3 separate regions of the Pan troglodytes genome follow, and regions 1 and 3 are each linked to region 2. A link is a contact called in public HiChIP or PLAC-seq data. All regions are on one chromosome and are shown on one strand. The core of a region is the stretch at or near the end of the contact, and the rest is flanking DNA. Distances in the headings are between cores, read along the strand shown. Region 1 holds the start of SGTB (small glutamine rich tetratricopeptide repeat co-chaperone beta). Region 2 holds the start of ERBIN (erbb2 interacting protein). Region 3 holds the start of SREK1 (splicing regulatory glutamic acid and lysine rich protein 1).

Region 1 (3,749 bases), core at 589-3,088, 200 kb after region 2:
TGTGCACGTAGCCTATTTATTAGTTTTGTAAATTAACAACTACTTTAAATTTTTTCCAGCTTTAATGTCTAATATGGTAAATATAGACAGATATACCATACAAACAGAAGCTCTTAGGTCCACGGTAATTTTTGAAAGGTAAAGGGGTCCTGAGAATAAAAAGTTTGAGAATTGTTCTTTTTTTTTTTTTTTTTTTTGAGACGGAGTCTTGCTCTGTCGCCCAGGCTAGAGTACAGTGGTGCAATCTCGGCTCACTGCAAGCTTCGCCTCCCGGGTTCATGCCATTCTCCTGCCTCAGCCTCCCGAGTAGCTGGGACTACAGGCGCCCGCCACCACGCCTGGCTAATTTTTTGTATTTTTTAGTAGAGACGGGGTTTCACCGTGTTAGCCAGGATGGTCTCGATCTCCTGACCTCGTGATCCACCCGCCTCGGCCTCCCAAAGTGCTGGGATTACAGGCGTGAGCCACAGCGCCCGGCCGAGAATTGCTCTTATATGAAGATTTATTCCCTCCTCTCACCCCTGCATTATGTGAAGTCTTCATTTCTTGGTATAACTTCATTTGACAGCTATATCGATTGCAGCCTGGAGACTAGCAAAAAACGACAGGCTGAAATATGGTCACCAATCACCACATTAACTCTTTGTAATTAACCACTGTCGCCTGCCTGCTCCCTAACTCTACGGACTGAGCAACACAAAGCTCCATCCACACAGACGAGTGGCAATGTGCAAAAGGGAACTGTAGAAAGCTTAAATGCTGACATGTTACAAAGTAGTTTTGTTGATAGCTAGCAAGAAGCACACATTTTCTTTATTCTGTTGAATCTTCATTTGGATTTACAGTTCTGGGCAGATTTGGAAACGGGGATGGTGGCGGCATTGTTTCCGAAAACCAGTGCATCCGTGCAAAGAATTTAATTCCCTCACCATCTTGCTACTGGTCTGTTGCAGTGGGGTGTGGTTAGAGGGCTAGGAAGCAATCCAAAACAGCAGCTCAGGCTGCCCAAAGCCGTGTCCAAGCGATCATTTTCTCCATTTTGGGCCAAGTCAATTTGCACCGGCAAGAGGCAGAATGTTTGTTTTATGGGGAGGAGGAAAATAAAAAAGGAAGTCAGAGAGCATGGACGGAAACAAGCAACACCACCAAAGAGGTTTCATCTCGGGTGGATGTTAAACGATTGGAATGCTAATAATGGGCGCGAGGAGCAAACACAATTGCTCTGAGTCCACAGCTGCGGCACTTTTAATGACAGGTCTGTAGTTCTGCATTGGGATTGAACGTGAAATGATTTTCTTATCCAAACTATTTGCATTCATTTTGGGCCGCGTCTGTGACCAGCCTCGCTGACTGCGGCTGAGGCAGTCCCAAACAAAGAGGAATGGACGTCCTCCCGAGGGAGCGGAGGCGGTAAAGGTGGCCCCAGGTGGCCGCGCCAGGTGTCCCCCAGGGGTCCACCTTGCAAGCCGCGGGGAGGGTGCGTCCCAGGAGCGTCGGAGAGGCGCGGTCGGGAAGGGCTGGGTCCGGGCTCCAGGCACCACACGGCGAAAGACCCCGCCCTGCCCACGGCCAAGGTTAACCCGCGCGCTGGAGGTACCTGCGGAGGCTTCGCACAGCCAAAAGGCACCGGGCGATCATGGGAGCGCTGACAGGCTGGCGGCGGCGGGCGCGTGGTCCTTCGGCGTGGGGCGGCGAGGCGGGCGGCAGCGCCTGGGCGCCCGGAAGTCTCCAGCCGGCCTAGCCGCAGAGGCCACAGTGGCTGCCTGGCCAGCGCCCTCCCACGTGCGGCAGCTCCACGCCGGCGCCTACCAGCCCCGCCCCGCGCCGTGCCCCGCCCCAGCCCGCGCGTCTGGCCCCGCCCCAGCCCTCGCGTCCGGCCCCGCCCCAGGGGCGGTGCTGGCCAGACCCTGCCGCCTGAGAGAGAGCACAGCCTGGTGGGTTCTGGGGTCGACGGCCTGGGGGCCGGGGAAGTTTGCGCCGCCGCGACCAGTGCTGCGATCCCGAGCCGGGCTCCAGCCCCGAGGACCAGGGGTCGGGCGGGCCTGCCTACGGAACCCCGCGGGCCAGCAGCAGTCGTCTCGCGTCCTCCTGCTTGGTAAGGGGGCTTCTGTCTGGCAAGGGTGCGCCTCCCGCCGCTCCGGACCGAGGCCCGCACCGGCACCCGCTGCACACCGGGCAGGGCCGAGGCGAGGCCGGGTACCTGAGGGAGGATGGAAGGGAGGGGGAGCTCGATGCGCTCTGGGGAGAGGAAAGGGGAGAAGCCTGGACTAGGCTGGGCATCTCTTTCCCTCTTCTCACCCCTTTTCCCCCCATTCTGTTTTTACCTTCTGCCCTGGGGACTTATTTAGTGCTTATGACCCCGTGGCCTAGAGGCTGACATCGCCTTTAAAATAACTACACAAATAATAAACATTATAGCGGCGGGTACCACACCCTGGCTTTGAATTAGGGAACCTGGGGAGCAGATGGATGATGCGATTTGGTGGAAATCAGCCATGAATGCCGCCTGGCCCTGCGCCACTGTTTGGATGCGATAGTATTCCATGTGAATGAACATGACCGGGAGCTTCCAGCTTGTCCACGAGAGCACAGCCTCTGCAGGGAGCGCCGGTCGGCTTGTAGTATCCATCGACTTGGCCAGCGATTTCCTGACATGTCTGCTGATTAAATAGAAATGCCGTTTTTATTAAGAACGACACTCACCAGTTGAATAACCTTTCGCGAATGTGTTTCCTCATCAAATAACTCTCAACGTACAAAAGTGGGTAGAGTGTACATTATTAATACTTTTTTTAGATCCCATGAAAGAGAGGAAGATGCTTGGTATAGATCAGCTTTTAGTCAGCAGTATGAAATGCCTCTCAACTTAGTACTGAGGCCTTTAGGGGATTTCTGTATGGTGAGATATGCAGTGACAGTCTAAGCTTATGCTGTACATGTTTTGAAGACATTTTTACTTATTCCAAGATTTAACATACTCGTATACCACTGGGTATTAATGAAAATATGTAATAAATTACCTTCACAATACTTTGTGCTCTCCTGACTCTTTACAAAGAGAAAAGATGAAAGGTCATACAGTTTTGTGTTTTGTTTTTACCTTTAATACAGTTTATAACCCATATCATCTTTGTAATTTATGACTTTCCTGACTGATTCTTTAAAATAACTTAGTTCAGTGTTTTCATTTTTCTTATCAAGGAAAAGTGTTTAAGCTTCTAAAATGTCATCTATCAAGCACCTGGTTTATGCAGTTATTCGTTTCTTACGGGAACAAAGTCAGATGGACACTTACACCTCGGATGAACAAGAAAGTTTGGAAGGTACACATCTGCTCTTTGTGTTCATTTATATTATAATTATAAACGAAGACTAAAATAGCTGTAAGCCCAACTTGATGATCTATTGTAACATAACCAGAATTTTTTTTTGATCTTTCAAGAAGAGAGGCCTGACTATAAGATTATCGTATTTCCATTTTCTGAAGCTTGTTTTGTTTGTTTTAACAACAAATTAAGAGGACTATTGTTCATTTATTGAACAAATACTATATGTCAGAAGTATGCTGTTCATATTATAGGCAATTTTTTCTTCACAGCAACTGTTATGTTAGTATTATCCCCATTTAACAAGTGAGAAAATAAAACCAGGGCCAGGCTTGGTGGCTCATGCCTGTAATCCCAGCACTTTGGGAGACCGAGGCAGGTAGATCATTTGAGGTCAGGAGTTCAAGACCAGGCTGGGCAACA
Region 2 (3,784 bases), core at 620-3,119:
TCTGAACTGTACAGAAGTCCTATCAAACGTCTTACAGGTTGTTATTGTTGTTTAATTACCTCTCCCTATTCTTAGTCCTTACTCCTTTTTTCTTCGTAATGGATCAGTTACAAGAAAAGCCTAGTCGATACTTGCTTTCAATTAATTAAACAAGTTATACGGCGCTAAAAGTCTGAAAAACACACACTACACACAACTAAAGAAATATATTACTCACCCTGAAAAACAACTAAGAATGGCAAGATTTTTTGGTTTCTAAAATCTAACTAAATATACTGATCAGAGTTGGAAATAAAAAAATAAAAATAAAAACCTCTATATACGATTAACGCAAGCGCCAATATAATCGGTATGAGTATAAACAAACGCGGCAGCCATCTCGATAACAGCAAATCACTCACTGCAGCGACCAAACTTTCTTCCCAAACAGAAGGTGCCTGGCTGAGCAACTTAATATACACTCTATACGTTCCAGAAAGCCAAAACTTCTGGCCCCTGTGCTGAACAAAGGCAATCGTTCTTCGGATTGCTAAAAACTTTTCGTCCCACCGCATTCTTACAACCTCTTCCAAAAAATCCAAAGTCCAGATGGTGGGGAGGGCAGGGGGGAGAGGGGACGCGGTGGGGTGCAGTTCGATTATTTAGCCCCTCAATTATTAACCGCTTCGATATGAGAAAAGGAGGATTTAGGGCAACTTGGAGAAGAGTGAAAAACACTAAAGGATCATCTCTTTTCCGAGTCACAAAGTCCTATGAACTTTGTGACTCAGAGACACTTTTCGTGAAAATTACCTTTCGGCGGGACAGCGTCTCAGGGCAGCTTTTTCAAGGCTTCGCTTGACATGATTTCCTTCCCTTCATCAGTCACTTTGGATCCAGCTGAATATCTCTCTCGGGTGAGAGCGGATGTGAACTGGCCTCCCGCAGAAGAAGAGTAGGTGGCTTTGGTGGGGGTTGGGGTGCGGGCTGGCTTCCTGGTCTCGAGTTTTGCAGGAGTTTCCCAGCCCCAACGAGGATCTCCGCCGAAAAAAAAAAAAACAAAAAACTTTTCACTCGTGACACCGCCCGGAATTGCAGTGCGAAACTCACTTCCTGCCTTGGCGAGAAGCAGGATCCAGCTCCGTCCAGGGGAACCCGGAAAACCAGCTCCGCGCGCACCGGAGAGGGGGAGGGGAGGAGACGGCCGCCGGGAGCCTCGGGCTCCGGGCAACCGGCGCGCCCCGCACACCGGACGGCAGCGGCACCCGGCCGGCGGGGGCGAGGACGCTGCCCGGGCGCTCGGCGAGCCTCGGCCGCGCTAGGCCGCCACCGCTTCCTCTCCGCCGCCCCCAGAGCCGGGCGGCAGGGTTATTGTCTCGATAGCGCTTGCCGCGCCCTTCGTCCGCGACGCCGCTGCCGCCGCCACCCGGAGCCGGAGCCGAGGAGTCGGGCAGGCTCAATAGCGGCCCCCTCCCCGGGCCGTCCGTCCTTCCGTCCGTCCCTCCCCGCTTTCCCTACTCGCCCTCGAACCCTCTTCTCCTCCCTCTCCCGTTTTCCCGCCACCGTCCCTCCGCTGCCCTGCTTGTTCTCCTTCGCCAGCGGCGGTGGCTCCCCGAGACGCGCAGGGGGCGGCAGGGGGCGGGAGCAGGCGGCAGCTCCGTCTCCTCACGAGCTTGCGGGGCCGCGGCAGGGGCCGAGACTGCGTCCCGCGCCGCCGCGCCACATTCACTCGAGCGAGAGACGGCGAGGGGAGGGAGGACGGAGGGAGCGGAGAGAAAGGAGGAGGAATGGGGCAGGGGCGGAGGGGAGTTACTGCCTCACAGGCCGCGGCGGCAACAGCGCCACCGCCCCGGCCGCGACGGGTGAAGAGGCTGCGCGCCGCGACTCCGCGGCGGGGGCGGGGGCGGGGCGGCCTCCCGCCGGCTTCGCCCCAACCGCCAACAGCCGGGCAGGAGGCCTGCGCGGGCCAGTCAGCGCGCGGGGGCGGTGCGGGCCGACGTCGGCGGCTGGGGGCAGCGGGCCGGGGGCCGGGGGAGGGGCAGCCGGCGGCCGTGGGTTCGCGTGCAAGGCGCGCCGTGAGGCCCACTCTGGCCCAGGCCCCTCGAGGCCTGCCCGCTGCTCCCTGCCCGCTCCCCGACCCCGCACTCCCCGACTCCCGAGCCCCCCAGGGTGGGGAACGCTGGCAACGCCGACCCTGCTGTCTGCTCGCGGCCCAGCGCCCAGCCAGAGAGAGAGCCCACAGGCCTCCGCCGCGCCGGCCGATGGAGTTTCTTTGTACGACAGTAATCGGTGCACAGGGGTTGTTGGAGTCCAGCCCTGATTTGAAGGCAGCAGGTATCTCTTGCAGCTGCAGCACTCCAACTTCCTCTAATGGCACGGTCAGGTCGCAGGAAACCACAGCGGCAGCGCGGTGCAGCTTCCCACGCCCGCCCTTCGAGCTTGTTCCCCAGCGGCGCAGCTCAGCCTCCTCCAAGTATCGGCCTCACACCGGCGGGGAGACAAAGCTGGCGCTGGGAGTGGGAAAAGGGCCCGCGAAATGGCCTCAAGATCGTGCCTTTGTTAGAGGAAACATGGGTACGCTCCGATGCGACGCAGGCTTCCCACCCCAGCGGTTCGGTGGTGGTGCAGTCGTTGAATTGCGCTGGCCCTAATAATTCAGCCTGGCAGGGTTCGCGTTTATTGCGGAGAGAGACTCTTAAGCATTCTGTCAACACATATGGCAAATAGAAAGCCTCAACCATAACATTGCACAGTTTTTGCAGTTCTTGCTTTAAATATGTTCACAGAAAAGACGGCCTTGTTTTACCCAGAGAAGGAGCGTAATGCGGAGCGAACCATTCGCCACCCCCATTCTCTGCTGCACTTAACTGTGTACAGTGATGATAATTAGCCTCTGGGTCCCTGAAGTCCCTGGTTCAGTTCTTCCGTCTGTATTCTAGAGATAATTATTTATTACCAAGTTTGAATAAAGAGCTATATCCCCTACAGACCTTTTTTTTTTTTTTTTTTTTTTTTTGGCTTGCCAATGGAAAGAGTTCATAAATTCCACCAAGTAATCATTTACCAAAATGAGTTGTACATTAGTAGCAAACACTAGAAATAACGCCGAAGATGATATTCAAGTCATTATTCAGGTTGGGAGCATTTTTAACTACTTGAAGAACTGCTGGAATTAATACAGATGTTAGGTTATTTAGCATACAGCAGAAGTTGAAGATTTACAGGTAGTACTGAAGTGTTCAGATATATTCAGTGCTGAATTAGAGGTAAGAGTATTCGCTGGAAGCTAGGAAATGGCAGCAGCTATGCCAGTGTTACCAAGCTGGATATCTATGTGAAAATGAATCTTAACCATTGCATAAAAAGCTAAAGTTAGCATATTGTACAAGCTATTTGTAATCATCGCTGGGAAGATTTCTTGCTCCGTTTTCAAAAACCGTTTTGCGCCTGATCAGAACTCAGTGGCATAGCTCTGAACTGAAAGGGTCACTCTCCTAAAGCATGCCAGGATGGAATATCTCCCATACTAGTGGAAAACCAGCTAGATTCTGGGATTCCAGTGTTGCTTCTAATCTCAGGTTGATTCGAGACCCCTTTAAATGTGATGCCATAGATTCGAGTAAACCTAACCCTCCTCTCTAAACTTAACTGATCAGGCCACTGCTTTAGGCTAAGACTTGCCCTGGTCCTAGCCTTTTTAAAATTTATACTCATACTCAGGACCAATCTGACAGACTACCATCTAGGCTAGAAAAGTACCTATAACCAAAAACCCTCCAACTCACCTGAAATTCTGCCATTAGAG
Region 3 (3,738 bases), core at 130-2,629, 210 kb before region 2:
TGCGCTCGGTTAGATAAACCAAGATGCTAAGTTTGTGCGACCGTCCTGGGAAACAAACACAGCCCCAGTTCCATCTTGTCACCAGCAGCAGGCTTTCTCGTCAGCAAAACGGCCTGACACCAAGGCCTTAAAAAACTGGACTGTGGCTCAGGCGCGGTCTCCGCGATTTTCAGAGTGGAAAAACGCTCTGAGACGTTTGCCATGAGGGCTGTTCCGGGCCCACCTGCGGCCATCTTAAGTTCGGGGGGAAATAAGAGGGTGGGTGCACGGAATTCGAAGACCCAGCAGCGAACACAAGTCCCGGAGGCACGGAAAGGGCAACCATTCTAAATCCTTGGTAAGGGCTCCGTGCAGTAGTTAAACCCCCAAATCCGACTAAGGAGAGCAGGACGGCGGAACCCGGGTGCCCTAATCAAATATGGGCACCAAGGTAAGCCCGGGAGATCACGTGACATGCACCGCGCGCCCGCGTCCGCGCTCTCCTCCACGCCTCGGCTCCCGAGGTCTCTATGGCGCCCGCGCCCCTCCCCCAGCCGAGCTCCAGCACTTACTCCGGGGGGTAGAGCCGCAGCTCCTCGATTTCTCCTAGGAAGGAAAAAAGCGTCCGCATCTGCTCGCTGGTCACCGCCGACGACAGATTCGTCACCTGAATCACCGACGTGGGGGTGAGGCCGAAGCCTAAGCCCAAACCGAAGCCGCCGCCGCTGTTCATCCCGATCCCGCTGCCGTTGCCTTCCCGCTCCCCAACGTCTACGACGCGTCAGCGACGGAGCCGGGAAAGCGGAGAATGCGCGTCCGCGAGCGCGCTCCCGCTGGCGAATTCACAGCGCCGGGCAGATCTAGCCGCCCATTTCACAACTCCCCTGCTCCCGGGGCTGCGCGCGCCAGCCGGAAGCGTCGCCCCGGCAACCCGGTGGTTCTCGCGCGGCTGCGGCCTCCAGCTCCCGGGTCCCTGGGGCTGTTGCTGCTCGTTTCACCGCCTGGATTTTTTTCGGTGTTTTTGTTTTCCCCAAAAGTCGATGAGAGTCTTGTGCTCCTGTCTACCCGGTTCCTTCCGGTCTCGGATTGGGAAACCAAGCGGCCTGGCCTACTGGTGCGGGACTGTAAAGGAGGAATGACTCTTGGACAACACGGAAGAACACTTGACCCAACTATAGTGCAGCCTTATCACATACAGGCAGCACCCCAACTCCAACTATTTTTAAAAGTTGGCAGGCGTCCTAATTGTGAAAAAAACAAAATTTTACAAAATGCGTAGGTTCAGGTTGAATTAAGGAAAGAGCCAGTAAGATGAAGGCTGTGCAGGGGTTGTTTATAACCTGTTTTTATTCCCTCGTTCCACAGGTGTTGATGTTTATTGAGTGCTATGTCCCAGGCACTATTAGGCAAGGGCACGTAACAGACAGTTAAAGACAGTTCACATAGAACTTGCAACCTAATGAGAGACAACAGTAGTTGAGTCCATGGCAGCTGCTCCCAAAATGCCCTCCGCAGATCCCTAAGGGTACCGAGACCTTTTCAGTAAAGTTGGCAAGGTCAAAACGATTTTCATAATAATATTAAGAGTTTCTTGACCTTTTTCACTTTGTTGCCATTTGCACTGGTAACGTAAAAGATTAAACTGCTGACACCTTAGCAGCAATCAAGGCAGTGGCGCCAGTCTTGTACTGGTAGTGGCATTTTGTATTCTTCACATCATACAACATTTAAGGTCTTAAAATATGCTAGTTTCACTTTAAAAATGTTCTTCACAAGTAACTAAAAATTGTATTTTTTTTTCAAATCCATCCTTGCTTACACGTCTTTTAAAGAATATGTGTGAAAAAATGGGAACTACTGCCGCTACATGCCCAAGTGAAACGGTTGTCTCCGGAAAAAGCACTAGTGTAATTCTTTGAATTTTCACCTAAAAATACAAATTTTATTACACTTGTATCCACCAACTTGAGCTTGACAGCTTGCCAGTACTTAAAGACTTTTCTAGTAAAAGAAGCATTATATTAACAAATTATTTTTGACTATATTATGAAATATGTCAACATTTTTGTGATCTTTACAACTTAGTGGACACCTATTTTCCAAATGGCCAGTGGGTGCCATTACAAAGGCAAAAAGCCTCTGGTATGTGCAAGATAGATTGATGGATTTCAGTGCTTAATTGATGTGGTTTCAGATTCAGTCCACACTGCAATGAAGGCTAAGAAACTACCACATGTAAGTTTGGTACAGTATCAAAGAATAATATCTAGAACTATCTGGAAAGGCTATAAAGTAGTTTTCCCTTTTCCAACACCTTATCTTTATGAGATCAGATTTCCCTCATATATTTCAACCAAAACATATCACAACAGATCGAATACACAGAAAACTCATGATCACAAAGAAGGAAACGTCAGTCACTGTGGTCTACTTGAGGGTGGAGGGTGGAAGGAGGGAGAGGAGCAGAAAAAATTATTGAGCACTGGGCTTAATACCTGGATGATGAAATAATCCGTACAACAAACCCCCATGACATGAATTTATCTATGTAACAAACCTTCACATGTACCCCTGGACCTACAATAAAAGTTGGAAAAAAATAAAGAATACATAGATAGGAGAATTCAGCTGTCTTCTATTAAAGCAGACATTAAAAAGGTTTGAAAAATGTAAGACAATGCCACTCTTCTCACCAATTTTTTGGAAAAATATTTTATCATAAAAATGCATCATTTTGCCTTCAATCTCGGTTTCTAAGAAAAAAATGCGTCATTTATATTAACATAATGGGCTTATAATTATTTTTAAATGAATCTCAAAATACCAAATTTCTCAGGTTTAATTTATAATGTGGATAGTAATAAAAGCATTTTACAGTCCTTAATAATCTTTAAGAATGTAAAGGGACTCAAGACCAAAATGTTTGAGAATTATTATTACCATAGGGATAAGCATGGGGGAATTCAGAGCACACAGGAGGGCCTCTTAAACTTAGTTCTAATGGCATACTTCCCAGAAGAAATATTGCTTAAGCTGAATATTGAACAAATAGGAATTACCCAGGCAAGGAGGGAAGGAGGAGCAGTGAAGGGCATTCCAGACTGAGCATGTAGAATGTGCAAAGGCAGGGTTAAGGTAAAAGAGAGCTCGAGTGAGGTACAGAAGATTCAAAGTCTATTATTGCTGGGCTAAAAATGACTAGAGATGCATGCAAAGGAATAAGCCTTTATGAAGGGTATTATTTGTCACGGTAGAGGTTACTTTATCATAAGCTGGGAGCCACTGAAGACCTCGGAGCTGAAGAGTGACCCTGATCAGATTCATGTTCTAAAATGACTGGCTATGTGCGGTGGCATATGCCTGTAATCCCAGGATTTGGGGAGAGTAGGGCAGGAGGATTGCTTGAGCCCAGAAGTTTAAGACCAGCCTGGGCAACATGGAGAGACCCCGTTTCTACCAAACAATAACAACAAAAAAGTAGCCAGGCATGGTGGTGCATGCTTGTAGTCCCAGCTACTGGGGAGGCTGAGACGGGAGGACTGCTTGAGCCTGGGGGTTTGAGGCTACAGTGAAAATGAGTTGTGATTGTGCCACTGCAGTCCAGCCTGAGTGACAGAGTAAGACCCTGTCTCAAAAAAGAAAGGAAGGAAGGAAGGAAAGAAAGAAAGTGATAACTGTCACTGCAACCTGGAGATACATTGGAAAGGGTTCAGACTAGAGGCAAAGAAACTGGGTAGGTTATTGCAATAATCTGAATAA

The links. HiChIP or PLAC-seq counts read pairs in DNA pulled down with a chosen protein or histone mark.
Region 1: a contact with region 2 is called in an H3K4me3 HiChIP or PLAC-seq map of stem cell-derived excitatory neurons, with 3 times the contacts expected there. The contact joins the promoter of SGTB here to the promoter of ERBIN in region 2. A contact is called at or near these places in 1 of 7 Hi-C or Micro-C datasets (stem cell-derived neural progenitor cells) and 1 of 1 datasets of contacts at active chromatin or transcription factors (stem cell-derived excitatory neurons).
Region 3: an H3K4me3 HiChIP or PLAC-seq map of stem cell-derived excitatory neurons shows a contact between it and region 2, with 4 times the contacts expected there. The contact joins the promoter of SREK1 here to the promoter of ERBIN in region 2. A contact is called at or near these places in 1 of 7 Hi-C or Micro-C datasets (stem cell-derived neural progenitor cells) and 1 of 1 datasets of contacts at active chromatin or transcription factors (stem cell-derived excitatory neurons).

Annotation. Positions count from the first base shown.
Region 1 is chr4:48,913,836-48,917,584 of NHGRI_mPanTro3-v2.0_pri, forward strand. It overlaps SGTB (small glutamine rich tetratricopeptide repeat co-chaperone beta), which reads left to right and starts at 1,839. Exons shown (of 11, transcript XM_526906.9): 1 at 1,839-2,095; 2 at 3,202-3,323. The coding sequence starts at 3,224. It overlaps NLN (neurolysin), which reads right to left and starts at 1,847. Exons shown (of 13, transcript XM_001163138.8): 1 at 1,598-1,847. The coding sequence starts at 1,638.
Region 2 is chr4:48,714,373-48,718,156 of NHGRI_mPanTro3-v2.0_pri, forward strand. ERBIN (erbb2 interacting protein) reads right to left here and starts at 1,870. Exons shown (of 27, transcript XM_009449074.5): 1 at 793-1,870.
Region 3 is chr4:48,500,315-48,504,052 of NHGRI_mPanTro3-v2.0_pri, forward strand. It overlaps SREK1 (splicing regulatory glutamic acid and lysine rich protein 1), which reads right to left and starts at 1,380. Exons shown (of 12, transcript XM_009449070.5): 1 at 552-1,380. The coding sequence starts at 712.